Regions from separate parts of the Manis pentadactyla genome. Here region 1 is linked to region 2. Evidence: chromatin contacts called from public Hi-C data. All regions are on one chromosome and are shown on one strand. Each heading gives the region's core, a stretch centred on a gene start, on an enhancer-like site or on the middle of the called end of the contact. The rest is flanking DNA. Distances are from core to core; before and after follow the strand shown. Region 1 holds the start of GLG1 (golgi glycoprotein 1). Region 2 holds the start of PDPR (pyruvate dehydrogenase phosphatase regulatory subunit).

Region 1 (2,970 bases), core at 229-2,728, 200 kb after region 2:
CCTCTTGTGAAATCCTCTGTATAGAATACTACAGCAAACATTATAGTGGGATGAGGGGGGAAAAACTGCCAATACTAGCAATTTTCTACAAGCCGGTGGTCTTCAAGACCCAAGACCATGAACACCCTAGACAATTCTGATGATACAGTTTTCCAGACAAAACTATCAGACAACAGCTTCATTCTGTCAACCTTTGGGCCTAATTCTATGTACCTAAACCTTTTAATTAAAAAAAAAGTATCCCTACCAGATTTGCTGGCAAACTAACAACTGCCAAATATGCATTTATGTCTGCAGCATTAAATCTAGAGAAGAAATTCTGTCACTTAACCGAATCACATCAAATCTAGATTTCATTAAAAGGTACTGTTAAAATCATATACAGATGTCAGAAACCCAATCCACAAATACTGATTATGTATTACAGCTTCAAATGCCGGACCAACTTTTCAAGCCTTAGGGCTCTAAATCACTTGCAGTAATAGCTTAAACTTGTCATTCACTACAAATTGACCAAAAGAAGTGACGGGAAAATATATACATATATATTAGCGTCAGCACCCTGTAGGTAATAAAAATTTGAGAATTACAAAAGAACGGGGTAAAGAGAATAAATTCAGCTGTGGACTACAACACGCATCATATAGAACCCGAGTTACCTACACAAACATTATCTACTGCCAATAAACAGCAGGTCATTTTTATCGGCTTAAGGACGCCAACCATTTTTCAGACTTAACAGGGTTGCTACAAGTTGTCCAAGTGGAAACGGATGGCAAAATACTAAGCAGGTCTTCGGCGAGGAGTCACTGTGCTTAGAGCAGCACACAAAAGCCCAGGGCAAACACCAACACGCTCAGGGCCTCCAGACCCCGGCGCCGGGGAGGGAAGGAGGGAGGGGGTGGGGTGGTGTCCTCCCCACGGAATGAGCCGGGAGCTGGGGAGCGAGCGCGGCAGCCGACCCGCATCCGAGGCTTCGAGGCCGGCGACACCCGCGGGCCCGCACCAGGCCTGGCCCTCCCGGCTCCGTCCCGCCTCCTCACCTCCCTCACGTCCTGCAGGCACTCGAGCACCGCCAGGTTGTTGCTCCAGGTATGCTTCGGACACACACGGGTCACGTCCTCCCTGCAGAACTCCTCCTCCGCCAGCTTCCAGCCCCCGCTGGCGCCGCCGGGGCCCGCTCCTCCGCGCCGGGCCGGAGGCCCACCCGCCGGGAAAGGCGGCTGCGGCGGCTGAGGCGGCTGCTGAGGGGGCTGCTGCTGGTGCTGAGATGACTGAGGCAGCTGGAGCAGCTGCTGACCCGCCGGCCCGCCGCCTCCAAAGCCGGCCCCCTGGCCCTGGCCCTGGCCGTGGCCGCCCTGGTTCAGGAGTTTCTGGGCCCCGGCCGCCGCGAGCAGCAGCAGCTGCAGCGCCGCCGCCAAGCGGAACATCCTCCGTACACGTCCACACGCCGCCATCTTGGGTTCGCGGCGAGCTCGACGCACCAGCCGGCGCCGCGTACTTAAATAAGGGGGCGTGTCCGTGGGCGGGGCCACCCGCGGCCCTGCCCGGCCGGCGCCGACCGGCGAGCTGAGCCCGGAGGTGGCCCCGTTGGAAGGGCCCACGCTCTGGACCTTAGCCGGCTGGAAAGCGGCGCTTTGTCGCGCGAGTCGCTGGTGCTTCGTAAAAAGCCTTGGTAGGGCGGCTTTGCCCGATTATCGTCACAGAAAAATAAGAAGTAATTAGGTTGCCACAACCAACATGGCCGATATTGTGAGTCGCTCGTTCAGTGACTTCAAAAACAAAAAACTTTATGTGTGTAGAGGTGAACTTTACACGATCGGGTGTGTTCCGGAATCGAAAGAACCTCTTCTCGCACCTCTTCCTGCACTCGTCCACCTGCCTCAGTAGTCTTTCTTACCCAAAAAGAAGGCAGCATTAAATAAGGGTACTCTGTCTGTGTCTCTGTCCCCCTGCTCTCCCTGCTCTCTCTCCCTCTCTCTCTCTCTGCTCTCTGCTCTCTCTGTCCCGCTGCTCTCTCTGCTGCTCCCCCCACCGCCTCTCTCCCCACCCCACCCCTTCTGGGCAGCCACTCTCTCCTTCAGATAACAAAGTCTCTTGCGTGGGCCATGTCTCCGGAGTAGTTCTGGGTAAGGAGGGTCGCAGCGTGGTGCCTTTTATTGTGGCGGATCCGCTCGGCCTGTTGCCTTGGGGGAGGGTCGGGATGTTTAGAGATAAAGTGGGATAAACCCAGCAAGCCCCAGGCATAATTCTCACCGGCTTATGTGCTTGGGTCCATGGGGCAAATGGAGGATAAATTACTATATTCTTACAGCCTCAACACAGATTGAGTCTGCTTCAGTAACTATTCTGGCTGACTTGCAATGTAGCATCTTCAGCAGCACTTTAGGAAGAGATTGGTTGTTTCACTTTCACATCAGTGTCCCCTCCTTTTCCTTAGGAGAGATGATCTCTTATCAAAATGACTTCACATCCATTGTGTCATTTGAGCCAAGAGTCAGGCCTCAGTTGGGTTCTGATTTAACTGAGGAATGGTACAGAGATGGTAACAGTTATGCACAGCAGGATTAAATGACTTGCCCAGGATGAACTGTGCCAAACTGGGACCAGAATTCCTGGGGCTTCCAGTGCCCTGGTGCACTCTTATCCCAAAAATCTGTACAGATTTCTGTGCATGTTGGGACATGAGGGCAGCTTGGGGCATGGATCCCAGTTGTTAATGCATGTTCAAAAATGCAGCTTCTGCTGTCCTGACCCACAGCTGGGCAGTGAGGACCAGATCAGATATAACTAGAACCTGAGAAGTCAAGTGGGATTCAAGGGCCCCACAATGAACCCCTAAGACTGAGAATATTCTGGGGGTACAAACTGCCCACTGTGACTGACCACAAGCCTCTATCTCTGGGAATGAGGACATGTTGGCCTCTCCACCAACATTTACTCCTGCTACTGCCATAAAATGGTCCTGAG
Region 2 (2,877 bases), core at 160-2,659:
AAATGCATTTTTGACCTTGTGTTCATCATGACCTTCTACAGAGTCAATGGGGTGGTGAAAGCAAAAGAAAAAAAGGGGGCCGGGGTTGCGGGGGCTAAAGTGGATGCAACAATGAATGAAAAGAAGACCAGAGTCTATTCAAGTAGGTCTGGCAGCAAAACTGAAGCAAAGGCTTGACAGCAAAGGAGGTAAAGCTGGTAGAGAAGGTGAAGGTGTCCAAGTCATAAAATAAAACACATAACCTGGTTTAAAGTAAATTATATATATTTTAAATAAAGTGAATGTAAAACATTCTGCCAAAAAGAATAATTTCTGCTAAACAACTTCAGTACTGGGCTGGTTATGCGCAGAAATGCTTACAGCACTAGAGCAAGAGGCCAGCTCCATCTCCCCCTGAGTCGTTACTCTACATGGTCACAGGGCTGTGTACAAACGGGCTGCTGGATGGAGGAACAACACTGATCACATCGGCCTCAGCATGAGAGCCACCTGGGATAAAAAAACAAAGACACATTCCCAGGCTCCATGTTTGGAGATTCTGATCCTGCTGGTCCAGGGTGCTCTTATTTTTCCAACAAGTGCTACCAGGTGACCCGGAAAGTTTAAGAAAATAACACAAACCCCAGCACTGGAAAAGTGTGCCCTGCGGCCCGGCTGCCGCGCTCCCCTCGCAACTCCGTGCCTCATGCTGACGTGCATGATTACAAAGGTCTTAAAGATTCCTAAATCAAAACCGAGTGTCACTCACATCAGTCCCCAATGGCCAAACGTTAAGACAGCTCACGGGCATGACTTCACGGCAGTCTTACTAGTTAGTAAAGCACACGCGCACCGCACGGTGCAAGGCGGGAAAACAATTCCACCCGCAGAGAGGGCAGGGTGCGCAAGCCCGAGGAGGGAGCCAGAGGCGAGGACACCCGGCCAGTCCGGGATTCCGAGCTGAGCACCGGACACGCCGGGAAGAGACGGTGCGCGGGCACGGGGACAGCCGGGAGTGGGACCCCGAGGCCCCTACCGCCCCGGCCGGACGGAACGCAGCCGCAGAGAGGCCGAAGGCAGTGAGGCGCACCCTCTTGCCGCCTGGGCCGGCGGGGCCTCTCCCGAGAGGACCTGGCTGAAGCGACAGGGGACGAGGGACGACCGGGACCACTCCTGAGGGAGACCACAGCGGACAGGGGCCTCGCTGGGAGAGTCCGGGGCCGCGCTGACGGTGAGGCCAAAACGGCCCCGCGGTGTCCCTTACCTCACGGGCCCCAACGGGCTCCGCGCTCAGCAACAGCCCGGCGACAGCGGCCCAGCAGCCACAACACTCGCCGGTCCCCGGAAGGCGGGGACAGGACATGGGCCGGGGACGGAACGGAGGGAGGAAGAAGTTCCGGGGAAGGTGGAGACCGCGACCTTCCGCGCTTTACGGCCGCCCCACCCGCCAACCCCAAAACAGAGGTACGCCGGCGCGTGACCTCAGGCGCGCACGCGCACCGTGACGTCCCCGCCCCCGACACGTGGGGCTTGTTTGGGTCTTGCGAAGCCACGCCCCCCAGGGCCACAGGCCGGGAGTAAAGTGGCTGCTAGCTGGGAGCATTGTTAATCGGGCTGCCCGATAACTCGGGCCTCGAGCCCCGTAGATTTCTGCAAGTGCAGCCGAACGTCCGCGACGGGCGGCAGGCCCCGCTGCAGTCGGGCAGCCGGGGGTTCCCTGCACCCGCGAGGCGCGTTCCCAGTTCGTCCCGGAGTGGGTTCGCCGCTCAAAGCCTCTAGTCGACGATGGGAAAAGATCCGACTGAGTGTCGCTTGGTTTCTTCGAAGTCGTTCTGAAATTCGGTCGGCTAGGGCCTGGCCGGACCTCGGAGGCAGGATTAGAGGACCAGAGTTCCTGGCCACATCTTCGTCTGCACCTTCCTAGCTACCTGGGTCAGAGGAAATGGAATTACTCATTCCATCATCTTGAGAAACCCCTCCGCCCACCTCTCCTTTGCTATCACATCGCCCTGTTTTCTTTCCTCTGTAGGACTCATCACCAGCTAAATAAAGTACGTGTGTGTTGAAAGTGTGTTGACTAGTTGCAAGCCCTGTCCTCTCTCCACTGAACATAAATCTTAGGCTCGGCTATATTCTCAGCACTCAGAACAGTGTTGGGGACATCGACCAATAAATATTTCTTTGAATGAATGGTGTACTAATGGTACAGGTGCCACGGCACGTTGGGCCACTCTCCAGTTCCATCCTTTGGATTCAGGCCTCTCACCACAAGCCGCCAATGTCGCTTTATTGATGGCCTCTGGTGGCCAGGCACAGGGCTGGCTAATAGGACTCAACAGTGCAGGTGAAAGGATGGGCTTCTGCCGTTGGGGAGTGGCAATCAAGCCCCAGGGACTCCTGTGTCACCATGACAGCCAACAACCTGAGGTCTGGTCGCCTGAAAACAGAAACTCTGCCTCTTGTTGCTCCAGTACATGAGAGCTCAAGGCATCCTGGGCTTCTGTGCTAAATAAGTACTGGATCAGTGCTGGTAAGTACTTCTACTTTATTATTTTAGCTAAGGGCTTAAAGCTTGGGGTTACTGCCCTGCCCAACAGAGATTATGGAACAGACTAATAGATTAGAGGTATATTCTTGGGGAAGACTTTGTTGGTTCCCAGATGTGGCAATCTGGGGAGAAAACCTTCCCAAGTTTTCTAGGTGAGCGAATATTCTGGCTCATGCTATTACCAGGCCGATGACCTTGGAAGAAACCCAGCTGTGGTAGGAAATGGTGGGTGAAATGAAGTGCTACTGAATACTTTAATGACATTCTATTTACATGCAGTAAGTAGTGAGCAACCTGCTTCCCTCAACTGGCACCATTTTTGGCCTCTACGTTAACATGCAGGTCTTAAT

The links. A called contact is a pair of places that touch in the nucleus more often than the background predicts.
Region 1: a Hi-C map of skin fibroblasts shows a contact between it and region 2, with 2.4 times the contacts expected there. The contact joins the promoter of GLG1 here to the promoter of PDPR in region 2. A contact is called at or near these places in 2 of 3 Hi-C or Micro-C datasets (fibroblasts and skin fibroblasts).

The regions. Positions count from the first base shown.
Region 1 is chr15:61,023,045-61,026,014 of mManPen7.hap1, forward strand. It overlaps GLG1 (golgi glycoprotein 1), which reads right to left and starts at 1,479. Exons shown (of 27, transcript XM_057492773.1): 1 at 1,044-1,479. The coding sequence starts at 1,457.
Region 2 is chr15:60,826,646-60,829,522 of mManPen7.hap1, forward strand. PDPR (pyruvate dehydrogenase phosphatase regulatory subunit) reads right to left here and starts at 1,410. Exons shown (of 17, transcript XM_057492778.1): 1 at 1,244-1,410. The region is part of intron 4 of LOC118932959 (pyruvate dehydrogenase phosphatase regulatory subunit, mitochondrial-like); the gene reads left to right.